2 separate regions of the Macaca mulatta genome follow, and region 1 is linked to region 2. The links are chromatin contacts, called in public Hi-C maps. All regions are on one chromosome and are shown on one strand. Each heading gives the region's core, a stretch centred on a gene start, on an enhancer-like site or on the middle of the called end of the contact. The rest is flanking DNA. Distances are from core to core; before and after follow the strand shown. Region 1 has its middle 81 kb from the start of SPATA6. Region 2 has its middle 82 kb from the start of BEND5.

Region 1 (3,069 bases), core at 406-2,905, 130 kb after region 2:
AAATAGCAAGAGTTCAAAGTGGAGTCTAAGCGCAGAAGACCCTTTGGGCCAAGCCAAGCTCAGAGTCAGGTTACAGATGAAGGCCATCAACAGTCATCAACTGGTGGCCCATGGCTGACTCCTTCCTGTAGATGGTGGGTATGGCAAGGAAAATGTTTTGTTGGCTGGTGAGTTGGTTGGTTGGTTGGTTGAGTTTTGAGCTTGAGGTTTTTGAGCATGGCATTTACTGTCTCACTTGTCACTGATCCTTCTATTGTTTCATACTTATCATTGCACATAGTTACATTATGAATCTATCCTCTGAAGACATTTGATTTTGTGATCCTGGTATACATGCTGGTTAAGAGACGAAGTAATACAAAGAACAGGTTGATAGGCAGGGGAAGTATGGAAACAAAAGCATCGACATAGAAAGGCACAGAGAATGAACAGGGATTTGAGGCATTACAGGGGCCAAGTAGTATGAGGACGAGCCCAGAGGTGAAGACAGTGTGGAGCATCTGGGAGCCCCATGTCATCTGGTGTGGTGGGGGTGTCAGTGAGGAATGGGGAGAAGGGAGAGATGGGTCAGGAGAAGGCAGCAGGAGCCTAGATGGAGGGCCTGACTGCAACAATTAATGGGTTTGGACCAGGGAAAGTACAGAACTGTTGAAAAGGTTTAAGTCAGAAAGGGACACAGTCAGCTCTGCATCTTAGGCATATGGCTTTGGCAGCAGTGATAAGAATGGATTTGATAGCAGCAAGAGTAGACCAGAGGCCGCTGCAGTAACCTAGCGACGTGACCATGAGGCCTGAATGGGGTAGAGGCCGTGCAATGGAGAGAAGGAGAGATGGGAAAGTCATGTCTGGGGTGGACTCAGTAGGAGATCCATTGGTTTCTTTTCTTGAGGGAGAAAACAGTACCCGCTTGGCTGATGATAGGCCTGATCATTGAGCTCACTGAATTTACAGGAGAAAGTACACAAATGTGGGAGCGCTGGCTGCATATTTGACCTTCGACAGACAAATCAAGGCTCGTAGGAAATCCAGTTGTCAGTGTGAGAAGGGAAGAGAAAAGTTCTAGTTTGAGTCTCCTGGTCTCTTCCTCTTTTGAATTCCGCTACAGCAGCCAAGCTTTGCCACATTTTGATTTAAACTTTTACAGCTAGGCCTGACTTCACAGATCAGAATGCTAAGGCTTCCCAATGAGCATCGACATTTCCAGAGCTACTGGTGGCTAGAAGCTTTTTGCTCTGTCCTTCCTGTATGTTTTAAGAAATGTATTTTTCTATGTACCTATCTGATTGGCTGTCTGTTTATCTATCTGTAAGTCACCTTTTCGTTTTGTTTCTCTTTCTAATTCTGTCTCTGTCACTTTCTCTGAGAATTTGTCTTTGTGTGTTGTTACTCTCTGTATCTCCTCCTCTCTGTTTATCTCTTTTAATTCTCTCTCTCTCCTCTCTCGGACCTCCTCACTCTATTTCTGTCATCTCCCTCTCTCCCTCTCTGCCTCTCTCCATTTTCATTCTGCCTCTTTTTCTCTATTCACAGTTCTGATTAGACAAATGACTCAGGGATGAGGCCAATCTCTGCCCAGTGGTTAATTGATGTCTGCTATAGAACTGCCTAAGTGAGTAACTCTTGTCATTAGCATGAGATGGGTTGCCTTGGCCTACAACTAGGAAACCTTTGAAATTCTGCATCTAAATTGCCATTCTTTTGACTGCTGCTAGTGATGCTAATTAGCTGTGTTAATTGGATGTTTTGATATTTGAAGAGCAAAGCAATCCAACTTCTTCCTCCAGAAAGCCAAAATTATTAATGAACTTGGCAGCAGCCTGGCTCTCTTTCCACAGTGGGCACAGCCAAAGATATTGGGGTAGGCAAAGGGGTTATTCTAAGAAAGCGTCTTGTCTGCTCTTGGAAAGAGAGAAAGCTGTGGAACTGGCTGTGGAGTATCCTAGGGTGAAATCACCCAGTGAGACAGAAGTCTCAGACCTAGAGACCAAAGACTAACACAAGGAATTTGATTGTATTTTGCCACTATCTGCCATAACCCTGGACAACCAGGCTTGAACTTTTGCATCCCAGTGTCTAGCATGGTACCTGGCACACAGTTAACATTTTACACAAATTATTGCATGAATAACCAACAAGAGCATGGATCTTGAAGTCAGACTTGGATTTGAATCCAAGCTCAGCTACTTTCTAGCTGAATTATTTGAGAAGAAGTTACTTATCTCTCTGAGTCTCCAATTTTCTTCCAGTTACATATTGGTGAAGAATTCTGATGAACATAATTTTCTCCAACTTGTTCTGTTTTTACTGATGCTTTATTATCCCACTACAAATAATATCTGGTACCCCATCTGCCTAACCTGCCTCTTGATCTATCTCCAATTATAAAACAAATTAAAGCTAAGTAAAAGATATTAACAGAATTCTGTGGGGATACAGAAAACAGAGCAATGAATTCAAACTTGGGGGAATCTGGGAAGACCTTCTAAATGGAGCAGATTTTGAGCTGGGTCTAAAAGGGAGGTTAAGCCTTCAATAAGAGGAGAAGAGAGAGTTGGAGTAACAGGAAGGCATTCCACAAGTGTCTACAAAGAACAGAACCATGGACAGGCACCTCACTGCTCTGAAATAAGAAACCTAATTATCTCTAAGGGTTCTGTTAGCTCCATGTAGCAGGATTCTATGAAATTGTTCTTTCCCATATCTTACGGTATCTTTCCTCTAGTGAGAAAACAATAATCAACAGCAGAGCCAAGAATATAGGAAATGAAAAGTTGGGTGTGGTAGAGGAGACTTGACATTTTACTCACCATTGAGAGGAACATTCTTCAGAAAGCCAAGCCCAAGGCCTGCAATATGGTCGCATTAGTCAGGGTTCTCCAGAGAAATAGAACCAATAGAATATTTATGTCAATATCAATATCTATATCTATGTCTACGTCTATATCCATATCTACATCTATATCTCCTTTTGGTTCTGCTTTCATATATATATGTAAAGAGATTATATGCATAAAGACATTTATTATAAAGAATAGGCTTATGCAATTATGGAGACTGAGAAGTCCCAAA
Region 2 (3,202 bases), core at 37-2,536:
ACTTCTTCCTGCATTGGTGACCACAGGTGGTGGTGGTAGTGGTGGTGGCGGTTTTATAAAGGAAAAGACATCAGGCAAGGAATCTAAGGCCCCAGTAACTGTATTTGAAGCCCTATCCTCCCACTGTCCAGGTATGACATTGGGCCTCATTTCCCTTTTTGTACAATAAGGTTGACCTAAAGGTCCTAAGAAAGCCCCTAGTTTTAACATCTAACACCCATAGATCCTTCCAGGTCCTAGAGCCACCTTGCTGAGTGACCTTGGGAAGGTCACCAGCTCGATGATGTGGATCCTTCCAAGCTCAATGTGAGTGGCAAGTGTAATAGTGCTTTGGAAAATTTGCGTGATCGCCTGATTGCTCACGTGGCCTCTTGGGGGAAAGTGGAAGCAGGTTGTTCAGATGTGTGTGCATTCCCCACAAAGCCTGGCTGGGCACCTGGCAGGTGGCTACTTGAGGGACAGGACACACAGAGAGATAAGATATCTCTAATATTTTGAATACCTCCTTTCCCAACTGCCCTGGGACAGAAGAAGCACCCTGGCTCTGTGGAGCCAGGACAGGGTCAGGACCAGCGCAGACAGCCGTAGCATTAGGAGGCGGGCTTCTGCTCCTAATGAGAAGGCCCTTCAAACAGCCATGTTTAAAGATGAATCCAGGTGGCGCCGAGCTCCCTGGCCATGCAGGCCAGTGGGTCAAGTGGAGTCCACTCTTGGTGAAGAGTAGGGATGGGGGTGTAGGGGGTTTAGGGGCCAGTGGTGGTCTAGGCTAGTACTTACCAAACCTGACTGTGCTTAGAAACTAAAAATCTGTCTTTGCAGCACCTTGGGGATGTGGCTTAAAGCTTGGTATTTTCATAAATGGGGGTGCCTTAAAATGAGTCCACTCACAGAATTTAGCTGTCCTCTTCTGAGTCTCTCTCATTGAGGCCAGTGTTCAAACTCCCATTCCAGCACTGCTCTCCTGTACCAGCCACCTTTCTGACATCTGTGCAAAGCAGTAGTGGGCCGGTCTGCTGTCCCAAACTCCCTTCCATTCCATAATAGAATTGGTTAAAGGGAAGGGGGTGGGGAAAGGTGTAAGTCAGATGCATTTGAAGGAAAGCAGCTTTGAAGTCCTGGGGCCATTATGTTAATGGCATTACTCAATTTCTGGAAGCAATCCTGATTAAATATTCATTGGCTTTGATTATACTGAAATTAGGGCTAAAGCGTGAAGTCAAATTGAGGGGAATAATGGCAGTGTAAATAATGCATGGCCTCTAAATTGAAAACACCAGCTTGTGCGGCCCCAGCTCTCCCCCCACCCTGCTTGTCACTGTGCCATTTGTTTAGAAGGTGATTAGTCTGACGTGGGCATCTTTCACCAGCTGGGGAACTAGGAACTGGAAGGCTCTCAGGGCTCTGTGTGTCTCTGCAAATGCAGGGGAATTGAAGCAGACACCTTCCAGCAGGGGACTCTCTGCAGGTCAGGAACCTGGAAGTTTAGAATCTTGGTAAAGCCCGGTCACAGAGTCCTGTATTCTCTGAGTGACACAGTCATGGACTCTGAGGAAAACAGAATCTTGTGCTCTTGAATCTTCGATAGTGTAATCCTTGAACAGAAAAGAGCCAGTAGGGTGGGGAGGAGTGCAGCAGGAGAGAGCTTAGAATAACCAGGTGAGGTTTATTTCAATTAATGTGGTCAAGAGACAGAAAGGTACGTTGGTGATTTTAAAATGGTGGGATGAGTGCTGTACAGAGGTGTGTGCAAGAGGCTGCTGTGGGAATTCAAAAAAGGACTTTCATTTGCTAGAGGGGGTTATCGGGGATCGGGCGGCTGAGTCAGAAGAGGAGAGTCAGGAAAGTTCCAAGAGATCTTGCTAGATGGTGCCTTATCATCCTCTGGACCCCTAATGCCTGGCCCAGGGCCTGGCCCAGAGAGGAAGCTGATGGGTATTGGTAGGATAAATGGATAAAGCATAGTATCAGGAAAAGAGGAAGCAATTCTCTTTGCTCCTGGAGGAAAACTGTTAGTCTCAGAACCATGAAAGGACTGTTGCAAGAAACTAGAGCCCCCAGTCACCATGCGCTGACTATGTGATAGGCACTGTGCAAAGTACCAGGATTGCATACAGCATCTCATCTTATTTCTCCCCATCTCAGGAGGAAGGTACGATGATTATCCCCATTTTGTGATCAAGAACAGCAATACTTTAAAGAAGTTAATTTGCACACACAACTAAAGAAGTTAAATTACACACACACCTAGCAAGTACTGAACCTGGCATCTAAATCCATGATGCTTTTTAAAAAACATTCTCAGTAGTTCCGCATCTCCAGTGATAGTCAGCTACAGATATTCATATCCTGTCTCTCAATCCTCACCCATCCTTTCCGATCCACCACTGTTTCTCTGCTGCTGTAGGATTCCTGAGAGGTGGGGTACACTCATTTGTGCACCAGGACTAGGAGGACAACTGCCTGTACATGTGTTAGCATATCAAGAGTCCAAGAAAGCAGTGCCAGTGAGAGCTGCCACACTCCAAACCACAGACTCTGCCGTGTTTTTTGTTTTGTTTTGTTTTGTTTCTTGTTTTTTGTTTTTTGTTTTCAGTTGCATAGGGAAAAAAGCAGGTCAGGGGACAGAACAGGTACAAAGACAGAACGTGAGAAGGGTTTGCGGGTCCAGGGACTTGGGTTGGTTGAGTATAGCCCATGCAGGTCGGGGTGAGTCAGACTCAGGAGCCCTGTCTGGTACCCGGCAGGAGGGCTGACTTCAGCAGGCTGCCTCCCACTTTCCATCAGGGCAGAGCCTGAAGTCACGGAAGGTTGTCAGTGCCCTTCCAGGTTTCCTGCAGACTTAGAAAGGGGTTTCTATTTTATGTTTTGGGGTCCACGGCTGATCTGTGAAGTGACAGAGAAATGGATGTCACCAGGCTTGTTCTTGGAGCCTTCCTTTTGCCCAGAGGTCTCGCGAGGAAGTTGAGCAGTGTGGGTGCAGTGGCCTGCTCAGCAGAGTGCCCCGTCTGGCAAGGCACAGGGACGAGCTCAGGAGAGCTTCCTGCTGACTCCAGGCCGCCTTGCCCAAAAGCGCACCTTGACCTGTCTACATGCACACACGTCACCATGAAATTTCCTTTTGTGGAGCCAGCCGACAGGCCAGCGTGGAGACCACCTGACCAAATGGGCTCTGTGACAGGGAAAGCAGGTCAGCCGTGGGTCG

What was found. Hi-C and Micro-C count contacts between places; a contact is called where the count stands out from the background.
Region 1: a Hi-C map of fetal cortex germinal zone shows a contact between it and region 2, with 1.8 times the contacts expected there. The contact joins two enhancer-like sites. A contact is called at or near these places in 3 of 14 Hi-C or Micro-C datasets (fetal cortex germinal zone, fetal cortical plate and liver).

The regions. Positions count from the first base shown.
Region 1 is chr1:192,049,261-192,052,329 of T2T-MMU8v2.0, forward strand. It overlaps a transcript of BEND5 not described here. Among named protein-coding and RNA genes, the nearest start is that of SPATA6, 81 kb to the right of the region's middle. Within about 2 kb of position 1,656, at least 2 of the 40 cell types and tissues checked have an H3K27ac peak or open chromatin away from gene starts, as enhancers often do. A contact at or near this core is called in fetal cortex germinal zone, where this site is marked.
Region 2 is chr1:191,915,030-191,918,231 of T2T-MMU8v2.0, forward strand. It overlaps a transcript of BEND5 not described here. Among named protein-coding and RNA genes, the nearest start is that of BEND5, 82 kb to the left of the region's middle. Within about 2 kb of position 1,287, at least 2 of the 40 cell types and tissues checked have an H3K27ac peak or open chromatin away from gene starts, as enhancers often do. A contact at or near this core is called in fetal cortex germinal zone, where this site is marked.